2 separate regions of the Sus scrofa genome follow, and region 2 is linked to region 1. Evidence: chromatin contacts called from public Hi-C data. All regions are on one chromosome and are shown on one strand. The core of a region is the stretch at or near the end of the contact, and the rest is flanking DNA. Distances in the headings are between cores, read along the strand shown.

What was found. A called contact is a pair of places that touch in the nucleus more often than the background predicts.
Region 2: a Hi-C map of liver shows a contact between it and region 1, with 4 times the contacts expected there. The contact joins the promoter of CHML here to the promoter of BROX in region 1. A contact is called at or near these places in 3 of 5 promoter capture datasets (fetal liver, fetal skeletal muscle and liver), 2 of 47 Hi-C or Micro-C datasets (liver and skeletal muscle) and 1 of 2 datasets of contacts at active chromatin or transcription factors (alveolar macrophages).

The regions. Positions count from the first base shown.
Region 1 is chr10:11,462,886-11,468,131 of Sscrofa11.1, reverse strand. It overlaps BROX (BRO1 domain-containing protein BROX), which reads right to left and starts at 1,959. Exons shown (of 13, transcript XM_013980031.2): 1 at 879-1,959. It overlaps AIDA (axin interactor, dorsalization-associated protein), which reads left to right and starts at 1,283. Exons shown (of 10, transcript XM_003130513.6): 1 at 1,283-1,607. The coding sequence starts at 1,498.
Region 2 is chr10:11,832,353-11,837,598 of Sscrofa11.1, reverse strand. It overlaps CHML (rab proteins geranylgeranyltransferase component A 2), which reads right to left and starts at 2,127. Exons shown (of 2, transcript XM_021064370.1): 1 at 1,733-2,127. WDR64 (WD repeat-containing protein 64) reads left to right here and starts at 2,312. Exons shown (of 28, transcript XM_021064368.1): 1 at 2,312-2,565.

The sequences.
Region 1 (5,246 bases), core at 710-3,209:
AACTTCCTTTATCACCTAAGTAAACTAATACACCATCTCTGCGCACATAAAACCAAGCCTTCTAGTGATAATGGCACACAATACTCTTGATTGTGACAACAAATTTTCTACAAGTACTCTTTGAAGGCGACCTCCCATGTCCTGGATGAGGATGTCTGAAGTTCTGAAAATCTTAACCTCAGCAACGCAGGGGTGGGTACCGTGCTCTCCGCCCCGTCGGATCCCTCGGGGTCAGAGATCCGACTCCAGTGTTCGACCTTTCCGAGGGTGGGTGGAAGGACGACACACCCACCTGCAGGTGTGACGGAGCCTCTACAGCCACCAGCACAAGAGTCGGATCGAGGCTGCCACCTAACCCGCCTCTTCCCGAGGAATCCGATTACTGATACGGGTCCACCCACTCAGGAGACCCTGGGTCTCCCGAGGAACCTACCTCAGTGCCGCCCCCGAGGCTCGGAACCTCCACTTCCTGTTTACCACCCAGCCTCTTCCTCCGGTGCCCCTTCCGCCTTAACGTAGGAGTTGCGCAGGCGCACACCCTAGCGTGCCCTGCCTGAGCAGACATTTTTGTGGAAAGCCGATACTATCTACCCGAAAGAGGCAAGCAGAAGGCGATTAGGCAACCCCCCATTTAGCTTGTAAGATCCCCGTGTTAGTGGAAACGCGGACAACAGGATTCGGCAAACCTAGATGTTTATAGCATTGATTAGCGGGACCAGTACGGATTTTTTCTCATTTGTTTCAAGGATACTTTGGGGACCACAATCCGGGAGTCTGTAGAGATGGTGTAAAAGGAGGTGATCCTATAGGTTGGGACTCCGTGGAGACAACAGGGGTAGGGATAGCACTGGCAACATCCATCCTCATGACAAACTTACCGGATCTCTCGGAGTCTGCACAGTAGCCCTTCTGAGGGAAGAAAGGCAATATCCGAGTCCTAAAACGAAAAGGGGTGGGAGTCGGGACTACCGAACTAGAGCGACGGGAAACCAGGCCTGCGCGAGCTGGGTCACGTGGCACGACAGCCATGACAGCTACCGAGGCGGCAGTAGCACGGTGCTTAGGGGCGGGGACGGCCGCATTGGGGCAGCCCCCTTACGACACTCAGTTCCTCATCCATTTCTTAGATACTCCTCTAAGGGCGTTCCTCTTGAGCTCGGTCTCTCCTCCAGAGACGAAGAGCGGAGCTAGCAGAGCCTCCCGAGCGCAGCAAGAATGCCACGATAGCAATGGCTGCCGCTCGGGGGCGCGGGGCGGCCTCAACCTAACGCGGGGGCGGGGCCTCGGAGGCGGGGCCTCGGCGGGGCGGCCTCCTCAGAGCCGCAAAGTTTGGCTGTGGCGGCAAATGGGCTTGGGCGGCTCCTTGGCGGGTGGCGGCGGTGGCCGTAGCGGTTCCTCCCGGCCCTGTTAATGTCGGGGCCAGGCCCGGGGAGGATGGCGCCCTAGAGCCCGGCCTTGCTGGGGCAGGGGCGGGAGGGGACGGGGTGGGCACCGGCCATGTCGGAGGTGACCCGGAGCCTGCTGCAGCGCTGGGGCGCCAGCTTCAGGCGAGGCGCCGACTTCGACTCCTGGGGCCAGCTGGTGGAGGCGATAGACGAATATCAGATGTGAGTGCCCCGCGGCGGAGCGGCCCGGGCGGGCTCGGCGGCCGCCCCTTCCCCTGGCGGCGTCTCTCCGCACTTTCTGCAGCCTGGGCTTCGCAGGGCGGGGCCCCGCAGCCCTGGCCCCGGGGACGGCGGTCCGCCCTCCGCCTCCGCAGGGCCAGTTCCGTGCAACAGGTAGCCCTTCTTTGCCGGGCGCCGGCCCTGAGGGCCAGTCCTTAGTTCCTTCCACCGTCTCGCGGATCCCCGCTCTGCAGCCAGTTCCCTTTCCTGCTTTTTTCCGCTTCTCCGGGTGGCCGCCCCTCGGCTTCTCTGGGAGTCTCTGTGGAATACTCGTGTGAGGGGCCTTGCTCCGCGTACCGTGCCCGCCTCCTCGCGTGGGTGGGACAGACGGGCACTGCTGGCGGCGGACCGAGGGGGTGTCCCCAGGAAGCAGCGAGGCGGGAGGTGTCTCATCAGCTGGGAGGAAGGTCCCCTCTCGCGCCCCTTCTCCACCCCTCTTTCTGGTGAGCCGTGTTTTCCCAATTCACCTCGATTCTGTTTCGGTTTCTGGGACTGTTATTTGCTGGGCGGTGTCAGTCCCACCCGCCCCCTCGCTCGGTGGCTCTGGGTGGAGTCCGCGCAGGATGTGAACAGAAGAGAGCAAAATGTGAATTAATAGACTACGCGCAGGAGCCACCACTCCCTCTTTGGGTCCCTCCTCCTTTTCCTGTGTATGATGTGTAGCCGTAGGGTACACGCGAGCACCAGGTTCTTTGATCCACCGAAATCCAACTTCTTTCCCTTTCTGGTTGCCTCCCAAAACTTAAGGGATGTTTTTAAAATTAAAAGAGAAAGTTTGCGTATGCATAAAACGTTGCCCTTTTCTAGCACATTTCGCTGAAAATAAGAACTGCCTGCTAAATTGCTATTGTTTGCAAACTGTTGCCATCAATTACTTCTCAGTTTTAAAGAAAGTTATCGTTTAAAACCATGTAGTAAAATCTTCCCCCGCCCAGTGTTTTTTGGAAAGAATACAGGAGTAGTGCTTGGAAGATCTCAACCCTTTATTCTTTGCAGTAGTTGTCTACAGTAGTTAATCGGACCGCTAAAGATAATTTAAAATCAGTTCCACCTCATCTTACTGCCTTGGAATTGCCTGTAGGTTTAAAAAGCCCTGCAACCCATCGTACTCTGGGAACTTTTGCCTTGTGTAACAACTGCTGGCGTTTGTTTTACACTTCAGTTGATTTCACTTGCTCTTGCGAAGGCTCAGGGAGGATAATAATATTATTCCTATTTTGCAAATGAGGAAACTGAAAGCTCAGGCTAATAGGATTACCTAGGGTCACAGAACTATACCACTGAAGTCTGGGGTTTTTTTTTGTTGTTATTAAGTTCCAAATTCTGGCAGCTCTACTGTGGATGTATAAGACATTTTATTTACGAGGTGGAAGTAAATTGAACCAATTAAATGTCCTTCATCATAGAGAAGGATCCTTCCAGACCGTAGCCAGTTAGGCAGGGAGCATCTCTGTACTTGTTGTGTGTGTTAACCAGCAAATCCTGAAATCTAAAGCGGCCTCTCACGTGTGAAGGGGCGGGATTTCACAGCTGTTGGCGCTCAGCAGCAGCCCTCCCAATGGAAAGAATACCATGTCCAATTGAAATTACAAAGGAAAATTGAATATGCAAGCTGTTTAGCTGGAATTTCTAGAAACATCTCAATAAGAGAGTAATAGGCTTGGACAAATCCATTGTTGAACCTCAGTTACTAAATTTGGAACTGCCTGATTCAGAGTAGTTCTCAAATTATTATGTAAACCACCTGCATCAAATTTGAGGAGAAGTATATAATGATTGGCTTAAACTTCGTGGACGTACAGGCTATATGTAAAATGAGGTTGACTTTAAAATTAACATATTCAGGGAGTTCCCGTTGTGGCTCGGCTGGTAATGAACCCAGCTAGTATCCATGAGATGCAAGGTCGATTCCTGGACCTGCTCAGTGGGTTAAGGATCTGGTGTTGCCGTGAGCTTCGTCGCAGGTGGAAGACACAGCTCAGATCTGACATTGCTGTGGCTGTGGTGTAGGCTGGCAGCTGTAGCTCTGTTTAAACCCCTAGACTGGGAACTTCCATATGCCGCAGGTGCGGCCTAAAAAGAAAAACAAATAAGTAAAATTAACATACTCAAAAATGAAAGGCAAGTTCCCAGGCCAGGGATCAAATCTGAGCCACAGCTGCAGCAGCTCGGAATCCCCAACCTTCTGTGCAGGCTGCGGTCGGCTGCAGAGACAACGCTGGATCCTTAACCCCTGCACCGCAGTGGAAATGCCAAGTGTTTTTTTGTTTTGTTTTTGAATTGTCTGTGAGAAAGGCTGCAGAACGGGAGACCATTTGGGGGCCACCAAGTGATGTGAAAAAGAATGGACAGGATTTCACTCCTGTTTCACCCCTGACTGGATAATTGAGAGAGGAGGAGGAGTCTGGAGAACGGGTCTTTCTCAGCGGGGAGGCAGCGGTGTCTTTACAGTCATCCTGCGGGAGTGGATCACGGGATGGGGACGTTGGGGAGGCAGTGAACATGTCTGTATTCATCATAAGGTAAGAACAACTTCCAGTGTCATCCCTCAGCAAGTGAGAGCTGGGCAGGCAGAAATGAGGACGATTTGATTTCCGCCCTCAAAGCGCTGAGTCTCTGGCGGGCTTTGGAGCCCCCGGGTGTTGCTGCTGCAGAAGGGTGCCAAGAGCAAGTGCCCTGCTCCCGCCGTTTCCGTTTCCGGAAGCGCTTCCACCCTAAGGCCTCTGTCCTTTCTCTGAGCTGTGGTGCAGGTTGCAGATGGGGCTCGGATCCCACATTGCTGTGCTGTAGGCCGGCAGCTGTAGCTCATGTTGGACCCCTAGCCTGGGAACCTCCATATGCTGCAGGTGCAACCATTAAAAATGGAAGGAAGGAAAATTATGCATGGCCTCTTAAAAACAACTCCATCTAGCAGGCCACCTCTCTGAGCATTGGGGGTGCAGCCTCCTGCCCTCTCTAGAGCAGTACAGACACTGCTGCCCAGAATCGGCTCTTCACAGGATCGGTCCTGAGGTGTTAATCCAGCCCACAGATGCTCAGTAGATACTGGTGAGATGAATGGGTGAGTTTGAAGATCGGGTGACACTTGTTAATCATCAGCCTCACTCTGCCTTATATCAGCGCTTCTCAAAGCGTCGTCCCGGGTCTTTGCTGGTCTGAAAATTGTTACTCCTCTGCAAGAAGATAAGTAAAGAAATTGGGCTTTAAGATTTGGAAATTCTATAGCAATATGACACCTTCACAGTAGTTTTTATTGTATTTTATAAAAGTATTAGCCTGGAACAGATTGGAGGAAAAAAACTAGTCCTTCACTCTAGATAGTTTGAGAAGCCCTGGTTTCTGTCGTGGGTTGCTGTGGGGTTTCTGTGAGGCCCTTGTTTATGTGCTTTAAATATATTTAAAATTCCCCCTTGGGAATAGTCCTGTACTACCTGTAGGCACCGTTGTAAGCTGAGCTTATTCTCTAGGGAAGAATATTTAATAGCTTTCTCACCATTACTAATAGCATGTGGATTTTCCCTCCGTGGACAGATTGCTGTCTGTTTGTCTCAGGTGCAGCAATTTATGGGTTTAGAAAATTCA
Region 2 (5,246 bases), core at 878-3,377, 370 kb before region 1:
GAAAGGGTTGGTATTATTAGAATATCAGAATCACTGAGGCCATCAAATAAGTGAAATTATGATTTCTACGACATTTTCTTGTTTCCTGCAAAATATAAAAAAAGAGGGCTTCCCATTGTGGCTCAGCAGGTTAAGAGCTGGACGTAGTGTCTGTGAGGATGCGGATTCAATCCCTGGCCTGGCTCAGTGGGTTAAGGATCTGGCAACGCTGCAAGCTGTGGTGCTGGTCGCAGATGAGGCTTGGATCCAGTATTGCCTGGCTGTGATGTAGGCTGGCAGCTGCAGCTCTGATTCAACCCCTAACCTGGGAACTTCCATAGGCCACAGGTGCAGCTATAAAAAGGGAAAAAAGAAAAAAAAAAATATATATGTAGGTATGTATTAAGGAATCATAACATACATAATATTTGAGTTTGTTACCACATAGGTTAGTGATTATCAATATTTTGATAATGCTACAAAGGTTTTGCTCTTCTAAACCTGTTAAGATAAAAGCAGTAATAAATTATTAGGGATTTTAGGACTTTTTAAAAGGAAACTTACGACCTGAGAAATATACATTTCTATTTCAAATCTTTGTATAAGTGAAACTTCTGGACCACACACACAAAAATAGTTTCTTTCCCAAGCTTGGAAAAATCACATCTTCAATGACACGTTGGGTAGCTCGTCCTTTGAAATGTCAATCTCAGTGAGATTTAAATCTTCAATAGGAGTAAGAGTAGTTTTTTAAAAAATTTCAGGGAGTTCTCGTCATGGCGCAGTGGTTAACGAATCCGACTAGGAACCATGAGGTTGCGGGTTCGATCCCTGCCCTTGCTCAGTGGGTTAACGATCCGGAGTTGCCATGAACTGTGGTGTTGCAGACGCGGCTCGGATCCCACGTTGCTGTGGCTCTGGCGTAGGCCGGTGGCTGCAGCTCCGATTAGACCCCTAGCCTGGGAACCTCCATGTGCCGCGGGAGCGGCCCAAAAAATAGCAAAAAGACAAAAAAATAAAAAAATAAAAAATTTCAATTAACGATCAAGTTCTAGTTTAATGAAATCTACTGGCTGCATAGCTAATTATCTGTCCATTTCAGTAGGGGTTCTCTGAGCCATTTTTGCAATCTCGCCTTATATTTTGGTGTGGTGGAACCTATAAGGAGGAAAATATAGTAAAAATAGCTTATAGAGCACAATTTGCATTCTGAGGACCTGAATAAAACTATTTCACTTCCTAGAAAGCAAAGGTTTACAACTGATAATGAGCATTTTAAAAAAAAATTTACACATTGTTGCTATGTCAGATTTCTACCTCTCATTTTAGCAAAATAATATATGAATTAAATCACTTCTCATCACCCTCTCCAAGTTTCACAAATACTACCACTTTTTTTCTTGAAGTTCTTGACTTCACCCTCTCGTTTCTTTCCTCAAAGTGTCAAAACCACTGTCTCGGGCCCTACTGAATTAAATCAGGAGGTGAAAGCAGACAAGTGAGATGAGCTCCCGAGCAGGTGATTGAGGAGCTGCGGCAGCAGGCTGGGGTCTGGGTGGGCGAGGGGCCTGGGAGCACGGGGAGGGGCGGAGATCAGCGAGCGAGGAGGACCGGTGGAGGGAGTGAGGTCTGGGAGCGGATGAAGTGAGGCGGGGAGGCCGGAGGAAGAGATGTCGAGGCGGGGGAGGCGAGGTCAGGAGAGCACAGCCTCTAGGTCGGGGCGCAGAAGGAGGCGGTCTCCGCCGGCACTCACCCTACAGGCTGCTGATGAAGCCGTCTCACGCACCATCCGCGCCGCCCCTCTGTGGGGCGCGAAAGCCACCGCGGCCGCGAGAACGGAAGGCAGCAGGTGGCGGAGGCTAACGATGAGCAGGGGGCGCCCGGCGAAGCGGGGCTGCGGAGCCGCTGGAATTTGAAGTAGAGGACGAGCAGCAGCAGGATGCTTCCGGCGCAGCAGTGCCCCGCACCCGTAGTCGCCCCGATAGGCGGCGTGAGGGCCCCACGGCGCCCTCGCCGCCCCGCCACCTCTCTGGGTGTGCACGCCAGGCGCCGGCGCGCACCGCTCTGGTTGGGGCTCTGCGCGGGGCTCTGCGCACTCAGAGGTCCCCGTCGCCCCTTTCTGCCCCTGCGCAGACCGCTGACGCCGCTCGTAACCCCGCCCCTTCCCGCCCTGTAGCCCCGCCCCTACCCCCTCCCTACCGTAACCCCGCCCTTTCCCTCCCTGTAGCCCCGCCCCTACGCCCCTCCCAGCCGTAACCCCGCCCCCTAGCGCCCTGTAGCCCCGCCCCGGAGCACCTCCCAACCTTAACCCCTCCCCTGCTCGCTGTCCAAGCTGCTTCCTGATTCGCCGGGTCCTCTCCCCACGCCCTGAGGTCCCCAGTAACCCGCCACCGCCGGCACAGTCCGTGGGGGCCTGGAGGCAAAGCATCGCCGGGGGCTCCTCTCTCCGCAGCCCTCCTCACCCAGCTGGAAGGGCTCTCCTCTTTCCCCACTCACTCCCTCATTAAGGACCATTTATGGCAGGATCCTTTGGCTTCTCCCTCTCCGGGAAGCTGTTACTACCCGCTCGCGTACTGCACACTTGAGGTAAGCCCCGGCTGCACCCCAGGCCTGCTCATTTTGCCCTTGCTGTCCTCCATGCAGGGGCGCTGTGGCGACTGAGGCGGCGCCCTCGAGCTCCAGCCCACATCTCGCAGTTGCAGAGAGGTGGGTGCTATACCTGGGGCAGCACCTCTGGCCTTTTACCCAGTGAAAATAGAGGGCAAGGCAAGCATAGGTCCCGGAACTGACCGTAGTCTTTGCGGGGTGCACAGTCCTGAGCTGGTCCTACAGGCTGTCCTGGGCGCCGCTGGCCAGCACTGTGCCTGTGCAAGGGCGAAGGAACTGCCCTCCACGAGGGAGTGTGTCTCCCACCTCCATTAGAAGATCCCTAGAAAATTGCTAGCTTCACTGAACCCCGGTTTTGTGGGCCTTGGAGATATAATCTAATTGTCAAGACAAGGTTACTTCCTATCATGGTGCATGGAGCAATAGCTGGTGATTTTTTCTTAAGGCTTCCGATCTGGACTTGTCCTCTAGGGGACTCACCCACCCAGTCCTTTTAAAAACTCTAATTTTATATTTTAGATTTATACAACCATTTAACAAGCTCTGTGCCTAATATCCGTTGTGTTTACAACATGTGCCTAGTCTACAGTAAGGTCTTAATAAATAGTAGTTTGATGCATGCTTAAATGAAGAGGGACTCTGTGTTTTTTCCCAAGGTATTCATTCATTCTTTCATTGGTGCTGAGTTCCTGTCCTCATAAAGCTTATGTTCCAGTCGTGTTGGGAGAACAGATGATAATCAAATATGTAGTGTTGTGAAATGTGCCATAAAGAAAATAAGACAGGAGCTCCTGTTGTGGCTCAACAGGATGCAGCCACTGTGACTGCAGTGGCTCAAAAAACATGGATTTATCGTATGATCCAGCCATTCTGCTTCTAGATATATAGCCAAAAGAATTAATTGAAAGCAGGGGCTGGAACATGATTTTGTCCACCAGTGTTCATAGTAGTAGTATTCCCAATAGCCAAACGGTGGAAATAAACCAAATGTCCATCCACAGAAAAATGGATACACAAAATGCGATATGTACATACAATGAATATTATTCCATCATAAAAAGAAATGAAATTCTAATACGTGCTGCAACATAGATAAATCTTGAAAACATTATGCTAAGTGAAATAAGCCAGACACAAAAGGACAAATATATGATTCCGCTTCTGTGAGGGACTGAGAATAGGCAAATTCTTAATGACAGAATGTAGAATAGTTCAGGGCTGCGGGGAGGGCGGGATGGGGAGTTAGCGGTTCACGGGTACAGAGCTTCAGTTCGGGAGGTTGTCAAAGTTCTGGAAATGAAGAGCGGGGATGGTAGCACAGGTAGATAGTTGATTATGCCACTGAACTGCTCACTTAAAATGACTGAGATGATAAATTTTATGTTCTGCATATTTTGCCACAATAAAAAGCATTTTCAGATTGTGCCTGCATCTCATTCTGTTAAAGTAGGAGAAGCGTGCAGATGTAACCAGTTTACTGAGTGAGCTGGACTCGGTAGGTGCAAGTGAAATGAACTTGATCTCCAATATCTTTTTCCAGCTGTTCTTCAGTGCCCTTGGTTGACATCTTAGTTCTCAAAGCCTTTCTGGTCACTGTTAAGGCATATAAATTCCACAGCGTTGTAATATTGAAATGTAAAAACTCATGGAAAACACCTGTTAACCGTCCAAAACGGAGCCTGCTGTGGCCTGGAGAACCTCTGGGGGGTAAGGGAGGGGGATGAGTGTGGAGGGAACAGCACACACAGCTCTTCCCATTTCCCTACCATTACCTTTATTTTATTTTATTTATTACTCAATGAATTTATCACATCTGTAGTTGTACAATGATCATCACAATCCAATTTCACAGGATTTCCATCCCACAGCCCAAGCACATCCCCTCACCCCCTAAACTGTCTCCTCCGGAGACCATAAGTTTTTCAAAGTCTGAGTCAGCATCTGTTCTGCAAAGAAGTTCCGTCTGTCCTTTTTTCAGATTCCACATGTCAGTGAAAGCATTTGATGTTGGTGTCTCATTGTATGGCTGACTTCATTTAGCATGATAGTTTCTAGGTCCATCCATGTTGCAAAAAATGCTGGTATTTCGTTCTTTTTAATGGCTGAGTAATTTTGTTCTTTTTAATGGCTGAGTAATATTCCACTGCATATATGTACCACCTCTTCTTGATCCACTCCTCTGTCGACGGACATTTAGGTTGTTTCCATGTCTTGGCTATTGAAAATTGTGCTGCAATGAACATTGGAGTACATGTGTCTTTGCCAGTTGTGGTTTTCTCTGGATAGATGCCCAGGAGTGGGATTGCTGGATCAAATGGTAGTTCTACGTTTAGTTTTCTGAGGCATCTCCATACTGTTTTCCACAGTGGTTGCACCAATTTACAATCCCACCAACAGTGTACTAGGGTTCCTTTTTCTCCACACGCTCTCTAGCACTTATTGGTTGTAGACTTTTGGATGATGGCCATTCTGGTTGGTGTAAGGTGGTACCTCATCATGGCTTTGATTTGCATTTCTCTAATAATGAGTGATGTTGAACATCTTTTCATGTATTTTTTGGCCATCTGTATGTCTTTGGAGAACTGTCTGTTTAGATCTTCTGCCCATTTTTGGATGGGGTTGTTTGTTTTTTTGGTATGGAGCTGCAGAAGTTGTTGATA